Linked DNA regions of Rattus norvegicus: region 1 is linked to region 2. A link is a contact called in public Hi-C data. All regions are on one chromosome and are shown on one strand. Each heading gives the region's core, a stretch centred on a gene start, on an enhancer-like site or on the middle of the called end of the contact. The rest is flanking DNA. Distances are from core to core; before and after follow the strand shown. Region 1 has its middle 21 kb from the start of Tor1b. Region 2 holds the start of Asb6 (ankyrin repeat and SOCS box-containing 6).

Region 1 (6,305 bases), core at 1,892-4,391, 110 kb after region 2:
TATAAAAAGAAATAAATCTTTGCTGGAGAGACAGCTCAGAGGTTAAGAGCACAGGATGCTCTTCCAAAGGTCCTGAGCTCAATTCCCAGCAACCACTTGGTGGCTCACAACCATTTATAATGAGATCTGATGCACTCTTCTGGTGTGTCTGAAGACAGCTACAATGTACTTACATATAATAAATAAATAAATCTTAAAAAAAAAAAAAAGACAAGCAAGCAGACAACATAGTGAGACTCTGACAATGACCTAATCACAACTTCAGAGGTAGAACAAGATGTGTGGATCCCAGCTCTATGGAGTCACTTTTGCCACTGTGAACCAGTGACATCCCATCAACACACCTCCACCCTCACACCTCCACTGAGCCAGTGTGAGACTGCAGCCACAGTGCTCCCTGTCAGAACCCAGCCCAGGGCAGTTGGGGGTGAGGACAGACTCCACAGAGAGGGAACTTTCCTCAGGGCTCCAGGGAGCTTTTGGGGGACCCTCAGCCTGGGGCAGTGACAGGCTCAGGTGTCTGCCTAGCAATGGCCTAGAACATCCTTCAATCCTCTTTCCCAGATCCTCCCTGGATAGAAACTCCCTGGTTTCTTTAATCAGAGTTCAAATTCAAAACTTTAGACGCTGATATTTAGCAAAGAGCTGGGGAGGTGGCTCAGTTAGTAAGGTGCTTGCACGTAAGCATGAGGATCCAAGTTCTAATCCCAACACCCCCATGAAAAGCTGTCCAATGATGGCATACCCATATAATCCCCATGCTGGGGAAATGAAGACAGGAGGGTCCCTAGGGCTCGCTGGCCAGACAGTCTAGTGGAATAAATGAGCTTCCTGCTCAGTGAGAAACCCAACCTCAAAAAATTAGGTGGAGAAGTGGCTAGGGAAGCTCCCATTAAAGACCTCCAGTCTCCATATGCACACACACACATACACACACACATATACACATATACACACACACACATACACACATACATACATACATACATACACACACATACACATACACACATACACACTCATACACATACACACACACATACACACATATACACATACATACACGTATACACACTCATACACACATATACACATACACATACACACATACACACATACATACACACACATACACACATACATACATACACACATACACACACATACATACACACATACACATACATACATACACACACATACATACACATACACACACATACACACATACACACTCATACACATACATACACACATACACACTCATACGCACACATATACACATACACATACACACACAGACACACATACATACTCATACACACACACATGCACACATACTCATATACATACACACACAGACACACATACATACTCATACACTACATACACATGCACAAACACGCACACACTCATACATATACACACAGACACACACAAACACACACCACAGCCTTTTAAAGGCTGACATTTAATAACCTGGTACAAGGCCCAGGGCTCTAACCCCAGCACCATACATCATAAACTATGTAAATATATGCACTATACATAACATGTACAACATATGTCTTAGGAATACTTTATCCACATCAGTGTCTGTCCCTTCCCCAAGCCCTAGGCCTGGTACTGTGAAGTGACAAGAGGTCACAGCCCATGACAAAGTCTGCCAGCAACTTTGGCTGATGGCTGGCCTGTAGCTCAGGCCTTATCTGTATGCAGTGATGAGGAGAGATGGCCACAGCACACCGTTTCATGTCTTCAAACAATAGCTATGTGTCCGTCTCTTTTCTTTTTATTGTTTGCAAAAAAATCAAACAGGAAGACAGCCTGCTAGTAAAGGACTTAACCCCACCAAGACTGCTGGCCAGAGTTCCGTCCCTGGACTCACACACGGGAGGGAAAGAAGCAACTCTTGACAAGCTGTGCTCTAACCTCCACATGCCTATGGATGGATACACAGACGCCAAGGAACCCCTGTGTCCTTCCTGTAAGTGGAGTTACAGGGGGTTTGATCTGCATGGTGTGAGCACTGAGAATCGATCCTGAGTCCCCTGCAGGAGCAGCCGGCCAGTTCTCCCGTCCCCTTCTACTTTAAAACGATTATTTACTAATGTGGGGGTGGGGGAGTGGGGGAATTCTTCACCTTGGTTAGAGACAGGCTCTCTTGTTTCTTCTCTATTGTGCAGCAGTGTGAACCTGTCTCACCTTCCATCTCCCCTGGGGTGCTGGGACTGCACGGGGACCACATCTGCACGCACTACATGGGTTCCAGGGACAGAACTTGAGTTGTCAGACTTCTGTGACCCATGACTTTACCTGCTGGCTCATCTCCTGAGCCTTTTTGTCTTTCCTTTTCTGTTTAAAACTTTTACGTATTATTTGTTTAAAGGTTTGTTTGTTTGTTTTATGTATGTGAGCATACTGTCGCTGTCTTCAGACACACCAGAAGAGGGCATCAGATCCCATTACAGATGGTTGTGAGCCACCATGTGGTTGCTGGGATTTGAACTCAGGACCTCTGGAAGAGCAGTCAGTGCTGTTAATCACTCCAGCCCCAAGGGGCGTTTCTTAGAATTTTACTGCTGTGAAGAGACACCATGACAACTCTTATAATGGACATTTAATCGGGGCCGGCTCGCAGTTTCAGAGGTTCAGTCCACTATCACCATAGTGGGAGGCACGGCAGCATCCAGGCAGGCAGATGGTGCTGGAGGAGCCTAGAGTTCTACATCTTGATCCCCACACAGCAAAAGGGGAGGAGTGTGTCACACTGGTTGGCGGTGGCATCTTCCAAATATATGACCTCAAAACCCCGCCTCCACAGTGACACGCTCCCTCCAATAACGCCACACCTTTTTTTTTTTTTTTTTTTTTTTTTGGTTTTTTTCGGAGCTGGGGACCGAACCCAGGGCCTTGCGCTTCCTAGGTAAGCGCTCTACCACTGAGCTAAATCCCCAGCCCCAAGGCCACACCTCTTAATAGTACCACCCCTTATGGCAAAGCATTTAAACACATGAGCCTATGGGGACCAAAACTATTCAAACCACCACAGAGACACAGGTTGACCAACGCCCTGGAGCCGCCAGAGTCCACTCTGGAGGATGGGACTTTCCCTAGACCAAACATGAGTCACAGTGATGGTTCTCAGTCATTCTGAGGTTCTTGAAGTCCCACAGCCAGAAACAACACGTGGCCTGTGTAGAAGACTCACATGTATAAGCCGGCTGTGAAGGGTGGCTGGGGGCTTGATGGGGGCAGGCTTAGTAAGGCTCTGTTTGATTTGGATGCTCTGGTTCACCAAGCTCTGAGCCACCATGCTCATTCTATACTAGACGAGAATGCTCTGCGCTGGAAAAAGTGAAGTCATTGTTTACAAAACCACATGTTTTGTTACAGAAATGATGATCGCAGTAGTCTCCTTACGTGACCTCTGCTGAGGACAACGACACCTCCGACGGAAGCTCAGCTCCTCGTGCTCATGTACTCTGGCCCCAGGACACTGGAAAACTGAGCCCAGATGCCACCTGTGGGCACAGACACACCTGTTACAGGCTTGAAGGCCACAAGGCTGGTGCTGTGCTGAGATACTGGGCTGGGAATGACGCAGCAGAGCAGGGACGGAATGTTTCTGTTTGTGTTTTGTTTTTTGTTTCCCCTGTTACTTCGTGTATGTGAGTACATTGTCACAGTCCTCAGGGCGTCAGATCCCATTACAGATGCTTGTGAGCTACCTGGGGGTTGCTGGGAATTGAACTCAGGACCTCTGGAAGAGCAGTTAATGCTCTTAACCACCGAGCCATCTCTCCAGTCCCCCCTGTTACTTTGCATTTTTTGCCTTTTTCTTTTTTTAAAGGTTTTGGAGACAAGATTCTTACTAGGTAAATTAAATAGATCTCAAGCATACATTACTATGCCTGGTTTGCTGACTCTGTGTGTGTGTGTGTGTGTGTGTGTGTGTGTGTGTGTGTGTGTGTGTAGATAGAAATTGGTTGTCTTCCTCAGTTACTTCCCCCATTATTAGTAGTAGTGTTAGTATTTTTTGAGACGGGGTTTCCCTGTTTAACCCTGACTGTCCTGGAAGTCTCTCTGTAGACCAGGCTGGCCTGGAGCACATAGAGCTGCCTGCCTCAGCCTCCCAAGTGCTGGAATCAAAGGTGTGCACCTGGCTGGGCTCACTGCTTGTTTTGAGACAAGGACACTCATTGAACCTGGAGCTCAGATCACTGAGTCAACTAAGCTATCTGGTTCAATAGTCCCAGGGAGGAGGCTGGAGAGATGGCTCGGTGGTTAAGAGCACCGACTGCTCTTCCAGAGGTCCTGAGTTCGATTCCCAGCAACCACATGGTGGCTCCCAACCATCTATAATGGGATCTGATGTCCTCTTCTGGTGTGTCTGAAGACAGCTATAGTGTACATAAGTGTAATACATAATAAATATAATATATTGATATAATAAATATTTTAATAATATTATAATAAATATAATATATAAATTAATTAATCCTAAAAAAAAATAGTCCCCGGAGATCCTCCTTTCTCCACCTTCCATGCTGGAAATAGAGGTACGTTGGATGTATTATTAAAAAGCAATCCACACTATAGACAGCTATTCTCTGGCCCCAGCGGTCTCCCCACCTCCAGGGTAACCCCATGTGGCATGCGCCCAACTCCTTGCAGCAGACCCGCTCACATTCCCAGTCATCTGCCACCTGCAGCAAGCTGTCCCAAATCCTCGTAACCCTGTAAATCAAAACTCTAGAGGCTTGTAATTTATCAGTCTGATTTATATCAGTAAATTCTCAACTCCCGAAACGCCCACACAATGAACTCAGAGCCAATATATGTGGATACAAGCTGCCCACCTAGATTGGACAAATTGCCCTATATTGTTCTATGGTCTTCTATGCTATCCATAGCTACCTGTGGCTATTTAAAGCCACGTGGATCGGTTTGTCCTCGTCTTCCTCCATCTTCTCTGTCCTTCTGTCCTCTGTTCCCCCGTCTTCTGTCTCTGACCCTCTCAGCCCCGGCTTCCTTTTTCTTTTTTTTTTTTTGGAAACAGACACGGTGCTCTTTATTTGCATTGTTCAGAATACTGTACAAAGGGAGTAAAAATCCTATTCACACTTTGCTTAGAAAGACCAGAAGGTGAAAGTTCCCTATGATACATGGGGTTCAGAAGGAGGGTCATGGGGGAAACAGGTGAGTGACCTCCCTCTGGCCCCCGGGAGAGGGCTTGGGCACCGGCTTCCTTTTTCATTGTCCAATTACCAACTGTAGTCTTTTATTACACCACCCTCACCTGAGTATCGACAGCCAACCACAGAGGTGCACACACTGTCTCTTGCTTCGTGTGCCAGCACCTGGGATCTGAACTTAGGTCTTCATACTTGTATGGCAAGGACTTTACTGAAGAAGCCATCTCCCTGGGCCCTGTAGATTGACTTTTTTTTAAACACCACAAACCATTGTTTGATGGGGCTGAGAGGTGGCACAGCCATGAAGCGTGTGTTCTGCCTTGAATGTGCAGGGCCCTGGTTCTCAAAAACCAAGAAGGAATATACACGGGATGCCATGATGTGTCACTATGGGGTTTCTAGCTGGTTCTGTTATGCCTAGTCTACAGATGAGAAAATGGAGGTTCAGAGAGGTTTAAACAGTTGCCTGGAGTTGCACAGCTGATAGGGACAGAGCTAGGATTAACTAGAACCTTTGTACACAAACCCAGGCACGCCAGCAAATATCTCATAAGAGTCCCCAGCAGTCAGAGCCCTAGCAAGTCAGCGCACCTCTGGGTCATTCAGGGAGCAGGACTGGAATGCTAGCAGACGTCAGGATAGGAACTGGGGTTTCCTTGAGTCCCTTGTTGACATCTCTTTTGCTGCATAACAGCTGTGTTTGGGGGTGATTTCTAAAGACTCAGGGGAGGTAGTTAACACCCATGAATGGTGGTTCTGCTTCAGTTGGGGGTTCTTGGCTGTTGTCTTTTCTCAGGCAGGACCTGTCACTAACGCTCACCAGTTCTCAGCCTTTCCAGCTTTGGGTAGAAATCTACAATGAACCAACATTCCACCCTGCAGAACACTAGTTTGTTTTTGTTTTGTTTTTTTAGCTACTATATTCTGCCTGTGTGTATACTTTACTTGCAGGCCAGAAGAGAGCACTAGATCCCAAGGTTGTGAGCCACCATGTGGTTGCTGGACATTGAACTCAGGACCTCTGGAAGAGCATCCAGTGCTCTTAACCTCTGAGCCATCTCTCCAGCCCGAGTCCTATTCTTAACTGTGCCTGCTCTGCCATCTAGT
Region 2 (6,020 bases), core at 1,191-3,690:
CAGGCAGGGCAGGCGTTCAGGTTCCTCACTGGCCAGATCCAAGGGGCTGCTCTCGTGGATCTGAACCAAAGGGGATAGCAGCCATGTTGCCTGGGGTGGCTTTCGCTGGTGAACCTACTAATCATGCCCAAGATTGGAGCTGACCCTTACCCGGTCCCTCCTGTTGATATCAGCCCCGTGGCGCACCAGCAGCTCCACCATGTCAGGCTGGTTTCTCAGGACAGCAATGTGCAGGGCTGTGTAGTAGGTGACAGGGTCTGAAGGCAAGGAAGTTCGGGTTAGTCTGTTCTCGAAGGACCTAGCCTCAGAGACTCTCCCTGGCACCCCCACCTCAGGTGTGAAGATGAAGTTTCCTCAGGACTGTCCTGAGGAGAACGCAAAGTGCTCAAGCTCAGCAGCATGGCCAGCCCCGGTAGCCTTGACCTGGTTTGGGCTCAAGGTCACCAGAGATCCCTCTGCCTCAGCCTTCCAAATGTGTCTCACAGCCAGGCCATTTGACCATGTGGATGGGCTTTGGAACACCCTCCCCCAGCCCCCCCCCCATCTGTAGTTTGCAGGATCCCAAGTTTCCTACATCCTCTGAGCATGTTCTCCAATGAAAGACACAAAAGCATGCGTGTGGGTCAGCACTGGCAGCCCCACCTGTCTCCTACCTCCTGGGGTGACAGCCAGAGACAAGGCAGGTGGCTGACACTTCATCATCCCTGACCTGACGCTTAAAGAACCTAGGCAGCCTGCCGTCACTGATGCCTAGTGTGGCTTATCTCCCCACCCCTAGGACCAGAGCAACACCTGCAGGACAGCTCAGAGAAAATCACCTTCCCTTAGCTCTGGGCACTGCCAGTGTACTTTCTCCACAGCAGAAGGATTAATCTGGAAGATGTGGGAGGAGAGGTGCTAAGAGCCCCCAGAAAGCCACCCAAAGGAAAAGAACATGGGAAGTCACCCCAAAGACAAGAGGGGAAGCAGAGGCCAGGGCTGACTGCCTAGCCCTGCTCGCCCCCACCCCCATTCTCAGGCCGCTGCTGACCTTCAAAGTTGAGGTTGGCCCCACTCTGCAGGAGGACCGCAGCTGCCCGGGTCAGGCCCAGCTCGGCCATCTTCAGCAGAGCATTGCTCACACCTTCCTGGTAGAAAGGAGAGTGGGCCTTCTGCTCCAGCAGCTCCGTAAGGACCAGGATCCGGCTCTCCTCACTGGAAGCGTAACTGCACCAAGAGGCAGAAAAGACCAAGTGGGAACTCCTGGGGACCAGTGGCCCTAGCCTGTGTGCCCTTCCACAATCACCCACACAAACTGCCCATGCTCTGTGGGACACAACTCTTTCTTGGTCAAATGTGTGAAGTGACTTCAAAGCCATCCTTCAGCTTGCTGTCAAAGGCCTGGCTCTGTCCCGTCCTCTCTCATACCACCACGAGGGTGGCCCTAAAGCTCTCACCCTTCCTAGACAAAACTACCTACTAAGTGCTACTTGGGCCTGGACACTACTCCATACATTGCCCCAGCTCTGGACAATGGCTCAGACACCACCTTCAGAGTCACCTTCCTGTCCCAATGCTCCTCAGTTGCTCTTCTCCCTAATCTCACCCACCAGACCTCTTCTCTTGCAACAGGTGGGATCCAAGATCTGACCAAACGCTTATCTAGGGCGGCCTTCTTGAATATGCTAGTTTCCGCCAAGGGAGGGCAGTAGCGCCTTGTGCAGCCCTGCTGCCCCGCCTCCGAGTTCTGGAAACCGCCTGGCACTACATTTACAGAGTAGGCCGCAGAAGAGCGAGCTAGTGTGGTTTAGAAAAGACATCCTTGTTGAGACTGAAAGTCTGCAATTCCGGCTCATGACTCTCCCAGTGCTATTCCTTTGCCCCGCCCTACTCCCTGCATCCCACCCCACGGTGCTGGTCTGGGTGCTGGTCTGTCTCGGTGGCACAAGCACTCCGAAGGCGTAGCGCTCCTAGTACCCAAGGAAGTCTGCACAGGGCACACGGACCACACCGGCTTGCTTCCCCCAGAGACTCTCGAAGAGGCCTGCTGTCTGCAAAAAGCGCTGTCGGTCCCAGCCAGGACCTCTCCTCCGGCATCCATGCACAGGGAGCGGCTCCGGGGCCCTGGCCCTCTGCCCTGCAAGACGCTGCGAGCCCACCTCAGGCTGGCGCTCGAGCTCGCAGCCACGCAGCTCCCGCTCCCGCCGCGACAACCACAGGGGACCGCAGCGACTCACTCATCCAGAGGCTCCTGCCGCTCCAGATCCTGGATGCCCAGGGCACCCAGGATGGCGTCCACCAGGGGCTGGTACTCGAAGATGATCCTGCGGAAGCCGTGCAGGAACGGCATGGCGTCGGCCGCGCGTCCGGATACCCACTCGCCACCACCTCCCGATCTACCGGTTCAGACCCCGCGCCGGTGAGCAGTCGTCCTCCCAGGCCTCAGTTCCGCACCGGAAGTTATCCTACCACCCCTACTTCCTGTCCTGAGGGCCTGTGAGGGCTCATGTGCATTACAGTGCCCCCTACCGCCGGGGAGGACCTCGCGACTATCATCACTGCCCCGGCTCCGCCCCGCCCTGAAATTCCCCGCGAGGCCGCTGCAGGGCGTCCAAGCTCCAAGGGGGAGTGTGGCCCCGCTACTGACCTGCTCCTGCCCGAGGTGACATAGGCCCAGTTCGGAGCCCGGACACTGCTTTCTGCAGCCTATTTGATTTTGGCCACTTCCTAAGGAAGTCTCTCTACTCTGAACTGAATGGCGCAATGAGGACCTTGCACCCTAACTCTTCCCCACAAATACTGGGGACAATTCATTATTCTCTGTCCCTTCACCCCCTGGCTAAACAGGGTGCCCACTTTTCCCGCTTTTCCTGGAGGAACTCGGTGACCCTTCCTGTCCTGGTCTGTAAAATTGGCATAATATCACTTCCCTAGACCCTGAGTGGGAAGGCAGCAGAGACGCAACAGAAAGAATTGTACCAGGTAGCTTCCCCCTACACAAATTTGAGTGGCTGCGACTTTGAGTCCTGCAGCAAGGCCCTGATGATTCTAGAAAGGCCAGTTATGGGTAGGTGTCAGTGGTCCTGAGGCTGCATCATCATAGCCATGGCTCCAATCCTTTGTGGGGGCTTGTGGTCTCTCTGCTTGGCACCTGCCATCTGCCACAGAGTTACTGGCACGGAACAAAGTTTCTTGTTTGTTTTAAAGACAGGATCTGGGGCTGGAGAGATGGCTCAGTGGTTAAGAGCACCGACCACTCTTCCAGAGGTCCTGAGTTCAAATCCCAGCAACCACATGGTGGCTCACAACCATCTGTAATGAGATCTGATGCCCTCTTCTGGTGTGTCTGAAGAGACTGACGGTGTACTTATATGTAATAAATAATATTAAAAAAATAAAGACAGGATCTCATATAGCTTGGGCTGGCCTTGAACTCTCAGAATAGCTGAGGCTGGCTGCCATTGTACTCCTGAGCTTCCTGCCGCCACTTCTCAAGTGTTGAGATCACAAGCTTGGTTCTGGGATGCCCAGGACACCAAACCCAGTGGGCATTCAAGGATCTTACATGGAATGGTTACACAGCTCCTCTATATCAGTTCTAGATGTCTCTGCACCCAACAGAGTAAATATCAAGTTGGTAATTGTTTAGGGAATAATGGGGAAAAATCTGTAGAAGGGGCTGGAGAGATGCCCAGCAATTAAGAACACTGGCTGCTCTGGAAAGGACCTAGGTCCTGTTCTTAGCCAGTCAGGACTACGTAGGGAGGCCCTATCTCCCAAAGGGAAGGAGTGGGATGGAGGGTGGCGGGTTTCCGGAGAGATGGCGCAGCCCAGGTTCAATCCACGGGGCTCTGTCGCCCTCTTCTGGACTCTGTGGGCATTAGGCACAAAAGTGGTACACAGCCGTCCATGTAGGCACAACATTCACATTCATGAAATAAAACCCCAAAGTTGCACTTGGGGGCTTGGGACATGGCTCAGCTGTCAGAATGCTTGGTTGACATGCGTGTAGCCTTGGTTGGGTTCCACACCCAGCACCATGTAGACTGGACATTGTGGCTTCATCCAGGTCACTCCTTCCTCAGTGGCTCCAGCCCTCTTGGGTTTGGAAGCTGCCCTGATCCAGATGGCAGCAGTTTAACCTTCTGATATCTACAAGACCCTTCTTCCATATAATATCACTTTGAAGGTCCCCAAGCATCAGCAGAATTCAGAGGGTAGAATACAAGCTCTGTGGAACAGGTGAACCCAGATGTGGGCCTTCTGGCCTTGGCCTCAATGTCGTCACCTCTATTTTTGGTTGTGAGCCTAGCCTTTAATGGCTGAACCATCTCTCCAGCCAGTCTTCACCTATAACTTGATCATCTGCCCAGCTTTCACAGGCCTAGCTCCAATGAAAGGCATGTTGATGTCACCAACGGCCGAGAGAGGGGACAGAGTAAAAAGAGCTGAGCTGCCGAGATAGTGCAGAAGGTGGAGGCTTGCCACCAAGCCATGTGACCTGAACTCAGTCGTTGGGACCCTATGGTAGAGGGAGAGAACAGACTCCTACAGATTGTCCTTTGACCTCCACACACCCACACCCACACACGGCGCATGCGTATACATGCATATTTAATGTAAATACATGTAACATCAGAGTTAACTTGTATATATTGGAGCCCTCCTTGGGTCCTAGCACTGGACTAAACACTCTTCACATGGATTCTGTTAAGGCCTAGTAGATAAATAATAACCTTGACATGATCAGGAATCCGACTCAAAGAGGTTTTAGAGCTTGCCCAAGCACATCAGGGTAGACTGTCAGCTAGTCTATCCGGCCTCTCTACCCACAATCCTCCAGGAACGCAGTCCCTTCAGCTCTCTGGCTTTGGGTCTTTAGAGGTCTAGACTTGCAGGAGGGAGGAACTGACCTTTGCCCTTTCACAGCCCTTAGGCATCTCATAGTGGAGCCAGGCTCCACTGCCAGCCCGTCACCCAGGCTCCTGTCTTTGGAAAGCCCTATGCCCCTTGACCCCTCTTGTCAGCAAGGGGTCCTGTTTCCTCCATCTGCCTTCCATTAAAGTTGTCATTCAGACCTCCTGCCTTCAGCTCTGACCCTTCCCTCTCTTTTCCTCACCACTACTGCTCCCTTTCTGCCTGACCAGACAAACCCCATCCTGCTACACCAACTCCAAAGCTTCTCAGCCCAGTAAGGGATAAAACACACAGAGCTCAGACCCTAAAAAGATCTGTGCCTCTCTCTTACTCACCCAGGGGAGTTTAGGGGTCACACTGAATATTGTACAGAGGTAACCTTAATATATAAAGAACTTTCAAAAATCAATAAAACAGTAAAAGTTTCCTACAGGATATAGACACAGGACATGCATAGGTGAATCATGGGTGAAAAGGTTGTCAAGCATAAGAAGACGTGGCTGGCCTCCCTACCAATGACAACAATGGCAATGACAACAGTGACTACCACACCTTTAATCCTAACATTCAGGAGACAGAGACAAATGGACAATCTGTATGTGTTCAAGCCCATCCTGGACTATATATTGAGTTCCAGGCCAGTCAAAGCAATCAGAGGACAACTTTAGGAAGTTGGTTCCTCCAACCATGTGGGTCACTGGAGAGATGGCTCAACCCAGGTTCAGTCCAAGGGGATCTGGCGCCCTCTTCTGGACTGTGTGTGCTTTAGGTACAAAAGGGGTGCACAGACGTCCATGCAAGCTCTTCAGCTCCAGCAGCAAGTTCCTTTATCCACTGAGCCATCTTGCTGGCCCACCCTTCTTTGGACTTGTACGGATTTCCCCCTTTTCTGCAGGGAGTACGCCCACTAGAGAATCGAAGCTGGACAAGAGTACCTTCTCCACCTGAGGCTGAAGGTTGCTCCAACTGTGTAGATCAATCAACTGTGTACAATCAACATCCCCACCAAGGTCACTTCCTCAGTGCTCCTGAACTCATTCTGGTTCCCCAGGTCAGGAGTGACAATCCTCAGTTGACTCACCAGCCACAGACGGTCCCCGGGGCTTCATGAGCCCTGTGGAGGA

The links. Hi-C and Micro-C count contacts between places; a contact is called where the count stands out from the background.
Region 1: a contact with region 2 is called in a Hi-C map of prefrontal cortex, with 5 times the contacts expected there. The contact joins the enhancer-like site here to the promoter of Asb6 in region 2. A contact is called at or near these places in 6 of 12 Hi-C or Micro-C datasets (the A7r5 cell line, the Rat2 cell line, Schwann cells and 3 more).

Annotation. Positions count from the first base shown.
Region 1 is chr3:34,616,645-34,622,949 of GRCr8, forward strand. No RefSeq gene overlaps it. Among named protein-coding and RNA genes, the nearest start is that of Tor1b, 21 kb to the right of the region's middle. Within about 2 kb of position 3,142, at least 3 of the 93 cell types and tissues checked have an H3K27ac peak or open chromatin away from gene starts, as enhancers often do.
Region 2 is chr3:34,510,593-34,516,612 of GRCr8, forward strand. It overlaps Asb6 (ankyrin repeat and SOCS box-containing 6), which reads right to left and starts at 2,441. Exons shown (of 6, transcript NM_001399347.1): 1 at 2,217-2,441; 2 at 1,031-1,206; 3 at 151-257; 4 at 1-60. The coding sequence starts at 2,329.